Regions from separate parts of the Mus musculus genome. Here region 2 is linked to region 1. Evidence: chromatin contacts called from public Hi-C data. All regions are on one chromosome and are shown on one strand. The core of a region is the stretch at or near the end of the contact, and the rest is flanking DNA. Distances in the headings are between cores, read along the strand shown.

Region 1 (2,991 bases), core at 348-2,847:
TGACAGTGTTGAGTTAGCAGGCACCTCGACTGCTCCATTCCACTGGAAGTCATCAGTGTCTGAGACAGTGTGTCAGAAGGGCCTTTCAAGTGAGTGACTGAATGAATGAGTGAGTGAATGAATGAATGAGCAACCCAATATTTAGGAATATATTATTTTGGCTTTGGGATAAGAAACTTATTGCACCCATGTCAATTTTCACTTGCCAAGAGGCGCTGTGAGCTGTTGTTGTTGTTTGTCTGTTTTTTGCTTTGTGGTTTTTAAATACCAAGAGGAATTCTTAATGACAGACATTTTTAAAATTTGTGCAGAAAAATTCTGTCTCAAAAATGGCCCATTGGTCTGCACGTATTTTACAATAATCTGAGAGACTGAGGTGTCAACAACTTTTACACACAAGTAGAAGAAACACGTTTGCGTTACACACAGGATTATGAAATTTGATAACCAAACTTTATCATTCTACTGAATTCCACAAGACAGAAGAACTGCCAAACGTCCCCTAGACGTCCCCATCTTCACACATACCTTCAGGATAGGTCTCTCTTGCCAGTTTTTGGCCTACTCAAAAGTCACCATCTTATTTATCCACCCCCTTCCCCTAGGTCCCCCAGTCTCTGGCCTGATTTGTTTAATGTGTGAGATTTTATCTGCCTTTGAGAGGAGGTTCTATTTTGTTTTGTAGAGACAATGTCTTACTCTATAGCCCAGGCTTGTAGGAAGCCACATACGCGATTGCAGGATGGCGCTGGCTACCGCTGGCCACCACCCATAAATTTGAGTAAACAACCAATGTGCGCATGTGCAGTAGAGTTTTTTGCTGAGTCACTGCCTGGCCTGAGGCATGCAAACGAGGCACTGAAAGCCTGGCCCAAGGTATGTAAATGAGGTACTGAAAGCATAACCAATCGGGTGTGGACACGCCCCTCCTAGGTCTATATAAGCAGCGCTAGTACTGGGGCTCAGGGTCTTTTCGCCTCTGCAATCAAGCTCTCCCAATAAGCGTGTGCAGAAGGATCCTGTTGTGGCATCTTTCTTGCTGGTGAGTTGGGCGCTCACACAGGCTGGCCTCATACCACCGATTTTCCTACTTCAGGCTCCTTGAGTGCAGTTTTAGACAGGCATGTGTCACCGTGCCAGGCTTATATACTCGTATTATACACCAAGTCATGCAGCAGGCCTCTAAAGAACTATCTGATGCTCCATGTGCACACGTCCCAGCACGTGGATAAATTCTCACTGACAGAAACTAGGAGAAATTGAAACAAAAGTCACTCTATTTAGTTGAATACTTGAATGCAAGTTAATTAGAAATATATTTGACATCCAAGCTGTTATTAAGCAGTCTCTACTTCTAAAGCAGCTTGAGGTGCCCCCTCCCCCACTTCCCCTTCCCTTCCCCCTCCCCCTTCCCCGTCCCCGCCCCCACACTGTGGGTACGATCTACTGTGGTTGTAGATTACCTGGTTCCCCTTCATTCTTTCGATTCTGAAACCGGTGGCAAAGCAAAAATGCCCCAAGCCATCATTTGTGGATAGAAAACAGCTGCACGTGATAAAAGAATTGATGTGGTTTAAAAATCACTCGGAGGTAGAGGGTAAACTGCCTCTCCCAGCCGCTGTTCTCACCAACAGTGTAAAGCTAACTCCTTATGAATCACAGCAGGGAGGCAGGACAAGACTCATTTTTTTTTGGATAGTAGCTTGATTTTTCAACAAGTGGGGCTTTAAAATTTGGTCAGGAAAAAAAAAATTAGAAAACATTCAGTGTGCTGAGATGAGAGGACAGAGTTGGGATTTTAAATGGCATCCTTCAGCCACCAAACCCAGACACTATTGCATCTGCCAGCAAGCTTTTGCTGAAAGGATCCTGATATAGCTGTCTCATATGAGGCTATGCCAGTGCCTGGCAAATACAGAAGTGGATGCTCACAGTCATCTATTGGATGGAACACAGGGCCCCCAATGAAGAAGCTAGAGAAAGCACCCAAGGAGCTGAAGGGGTCTGCAACCCTATAGGTGGAACAACAATATGAACTAATCAGTACCCCCAGAGCTCGTATCTCTAGCTGCATATGTAGCAGAAGATGGCCTAGTCGGCCATCATTGGGAGGAGAGGCCCCTTGGTATTGCAAACTTTATATACCCCAGTACAGGGGACCGCCAGGGCCAAGAAGTGGGAGTAGGTGGGTAGGGGAGCAGGGCAGGGGCAGGGAGGGTATAGGGAACTTTCGGGATAGCATTTGAAATGTAAATGAAGAAAATACCTAATTAAAAAAAAAGATGGAATCCTTAGGGATCTGAGCTCATGTTTCTCATGATTATAAATAAGGACACTGAGCTCTCTGGCTTCCCTTTGTTAGGGATCTTTTTGTTTTAGGAGCAAGGGTCTTGCTGTGCGGGGCTCCAGCTATCCTCACAGCTCACCCCCTCTTCCAGGTCCTGGGATTGCAGGAGCACCCCAACCCCCACCCCACCCCCGCCATGCTAGGTGTTTCTGCTTCTTCCTAAATTTTAATTCTTTTAAAAGACTACTTTTACAGTGGATATCCCATTTTTTTCTGTTATACCTCTGAAACTTTGCAGGAAGTGAACCAAATAGCAAACGTTCTTCCTTGCATTTCCCAAGGAGCTGTTATCATTGATAGATATGTGGCCCTAACGTCACCTAGACCTGGTGTGCAGGCATGCAGGTGACACTAGATATTGGATCCAGCAAGCAAGCTATTACTGTTATATTTCAACAAAGGTGATATTTGATTGACTTTTTTTTGGGGGGGGGGTCCTATGTAGACCTATCCTTTTCTTATCTTCCTTTTCTTCTTGTTTTGAGACTGAGGCTTGCTATGTAGCCCAGGCTGGCCCTGGATTTGTGATCCTTCTGTCTTCTGTCTCCTCAGTGTTGGGATTATGGTGTGTGCCAACACACCCAGGGGTTCTTTCCTTTTGAGGTTTTAATATTTATGTATGTGTTGCAGTCCAAAGACATTTT
Region 2 (2,907 bases), core at 69-2,568, 490 kb after region 1:
AGCCCTCGATGTGCCAACCTGGCCCTGAAGCACTACCTGCTAAAGCCAGTTCAGAGGATCCCTCAGTACAGGCTGCTACTGACAGGTGGGGGTCTCCAAACCTTACCAGCCAAGTGTCGCGGAGTGCCCTTACTGAGCACACCTTTCCTAAGTGTGCCCTCTTTGTCTTCCCTCGCTGCTACCTGGTAGATGAGCCGCATCACTGGAACTGAATCACTTTGGCTTTTTGACTACCCAGTGTCCACACTCGCCTCAGGGCACGCATGTAGGTTGCATGCGCCCTCTGAGCATCGGCTCACCACATCAACCCTCATCCTGTGTTGTTTCACTCCAGTACTGCTATAAATCCTAAGGAGGTCTTTTCTCACCTCCCGTATGCTTGTACAGCACTGTCCTGGTGACCCTAACACTTTCCTCTGTTGTTCTGGGGATTGATTAATGAACTAAATCATATGCATGATCCTTAGAATAAGTCATTGTGCATAGTAAGTTCTAATAATATTAGTTATTCTTAGCAATCGTGACAGTAACCTTACTGTTATTATTTGGGTATATTGACTATCGTTTGCAAGGACTTTTGGGAGTTTACAAGGGAATATGAGGTATGATTTGGATGAATACACATGTATTTGGGTACTTTTATTCCCTGGCTCTTTAAAACTTACCGTTATAATATACACAAGATACTAGGCTTATAAAGATTAGGTAGTTTGATGTCATAACAGAAACTAATACACATAATGTCAGTGCCAAAGTTACCATCTGATACATTCTGTTAGGTCTACTGATATTTGCTGAAGTGTATTGAGAAGGAGGGAGAGAAATTTTATATATACATATTTGCATTATACTTTGTATCAAAGTGGCTAAGAACATTGAAATGCCACTACAGCTCAATAGATATGTGTGGTTTGGTGTAAATAGAATGCGAGGTACTTGGCTGTGACTATTGTCCTTGGAAAAATGATGTGCATTCTGTCTCCTTAGTCAGGTGCTCATAAACCAAGAGTAATAGAGGCAGGCATATGTGAACCCTGGAAAAGCAGCTTTTGCTCAGGTCCCTTGAACCGATGTGACAGGTTTTCTTGGATTGGTCGTGATAAGATGGGAAGTCCTATTCTTTTGACCTGGGACCTGCCAGCCCAGGTGTGTCAAGAGCTCAGTTTGAATTCCTAACTGTCAGTCAGGCACTTGATTTCACTCTAGAATAACACAGAGCTGCACAAATAGTCTGAGGAAATCCTGCCCGTCTGCCTTCCTCTGCTCCTGGCTGAGATTATTAATTTACAGGACAAGGGGAAGTGCTGACACGCAGTGTTCCTGCTAGATAAATCTAATGTTCTGTCGTAACCAGCTACTCAGTAGCATTGGCCATTGTCACAGCAGCAGAAGGAGGGTTGCGTTTAGTGCCAAAGACAGCTGTGGCTACAGATGTGAGAAGGAAGGATCCAGCTACTGAAAATGAAAGTGGAAAAGATATCTCTTTCCCCTGTACTGTGGCTGGTCTACATAGTTCAAAAGCTGCCTGTGTTTAAGTTAGGTTGAATGCTAAGTTGTTTTGGGTGGAGAAATGAGAAAAACAAGCTTTTAAAACTATGTGTGTCGTCTTTTTAAGACGAGTTTCATTGTGGAGACAACAAAGTTTGCCTCAAAATACTTATACTTCCGCCTCAGCCTCTTGAATGCTGGGATTACAGGCAAGCGTCACCATTCCTGGCATTTCTTTTTAGTACATTTACTTACTTGTTCATGTGTTGTGTGAGGTATGCATGTGCATGTGTGCCGTAACACACGTGTGAATGGTAGAGAACAACTTGCAAGAGTCCATTTTCTCCTTGCCGTGTGGGTCATGTGGGTTGAAGTCAGCTCCTCGGGCTAGCACCAAGTGCTTGTATCAGCTCAGATGTCTCACCAGACCACGCCTGGCTTTTTAAAACATGGGTGTATGTGAGTGTGTGTGTGTGTGTTTTAATTCTTTAATTTTTGAGATTGTAATTATATCATTTCCCCTTTTTCTCTCCTCCCTCAAGACCCTCCAAGATACTCCTCCTTGCTCTCTTCCTAATTCATGACCTTTCTTTCCATTAGTCAAAATCTATTTTTAAGAAAATGGATTTGGGGCTACAGGTGCAGCTGAGTTGGTAAAGTGCTTGCCTAGTAGGCCTGAAGCCTTGGATAAATTGGGCACAGTGGCATGTGTCTGTAATCAAAGCAAACAGACTTTTTGTTGTTGTTTTATAATACCAACATCATGTGAGATTGGACTTTCAAGTTTTTCTTCTTTCAAGGAGTTGGTGGGTTCTTAAAATTTTATTTTAATGTTGTTTGAGGCAGGGTTTTGTCATGCAGTTCTGGCTGCTTTGGTAATTGCTATTGTAGCCCAGACTGGCTTCAGATTCACTATAATCCTCCTTCTTCAGACTAATAAGTGCTAGAATTATAGATCTGTCCTAACACACTAGTCTCTTGGAATTATTTTCATTTTGGTATATATTTTTTAAAAAGTATAGATATAGTCTATACACAAGAGCCTAGGCTGGCCTAGAATGCATTATATAACCTAAGGTGCCTGGAACTTGTAGGAATCTTCTTGTATTTATGTATTATGTGCATATGTATGTATGTATGCATATATATATATATCATGCATGCTTGGCGCTCATCAAAGTCAGAAGAGTATATCAGATGCTCTGGAACTGGAGTTTAGAGGTGGCTGAGGCCCACCATAGAGAGCTGGGAATTGAACCTGGGTCCTCACTAAAAGCAACACAGGCTCTTGACTGCTGAACCATCCATCTCTCCAGTCTGGATGTTAAGTCTTAAGTCTGCATCTGTTTAAATTATTAACTGGGGTCCCATGTTTGGAAAACCAGGTTCAAATGGCTTAATCCTCCCAAGGCCTTGTGG

Evidence for each region. A called contact is a pair of places that touch in the nucleus more often than the background predicts.
Region 2: a Hi-C map of pre-pro-B cells shows a contact between it and region 1, with 6 times the contacts expected there. The contact joins two enhancer-like sites. A contact is called at or near these places in 10 of 484 Hi-C or Micro-C datasets (CD4 T cells, cerebellum, embryonic stem cells and 7 more).

Annotation. Positions count from the first base shown.
Region 1 is chr10:93,613,529-93,616,519 of GRCm38.p6, forward strand. No RefSeq gene overlaps it. Among named protein-coding and RNA genes, the nearest start is that of Snrpf, 25 kb to the left of the region's middle. Within about 2 kb of position 1,598, at least 19 of the 459 cell types and tissues checked have an H3K27ac peak or open chromatin away from gene starts, as enhancers often do. A contact at or near this core is called in pre-pro-B cells and regulatory T cells, where this site is marked.
Region 2 is chr10:94,105,988-94,108,894 of GRCm38.p6, forward strand. Fgd6 (FYVE, RhoGEF and PH domain containing 6) reads left to right here. Exons shown (of 21, transcript NM_053072.3): 8 at 1-85. Among named protein-coding and RNA genes, the nearest start is that of Nr2c1, 40 kb to the right of the region's middle. Within about 2 kb of position 1,319, at least 27 of the 459 cell types and tissues checked have an H3K27ac peak or open chromatin away from gene starts, as enhancers often do. A contact at or near this core is called in pre-pro-B cells and regulatory T cells, where this site is marked.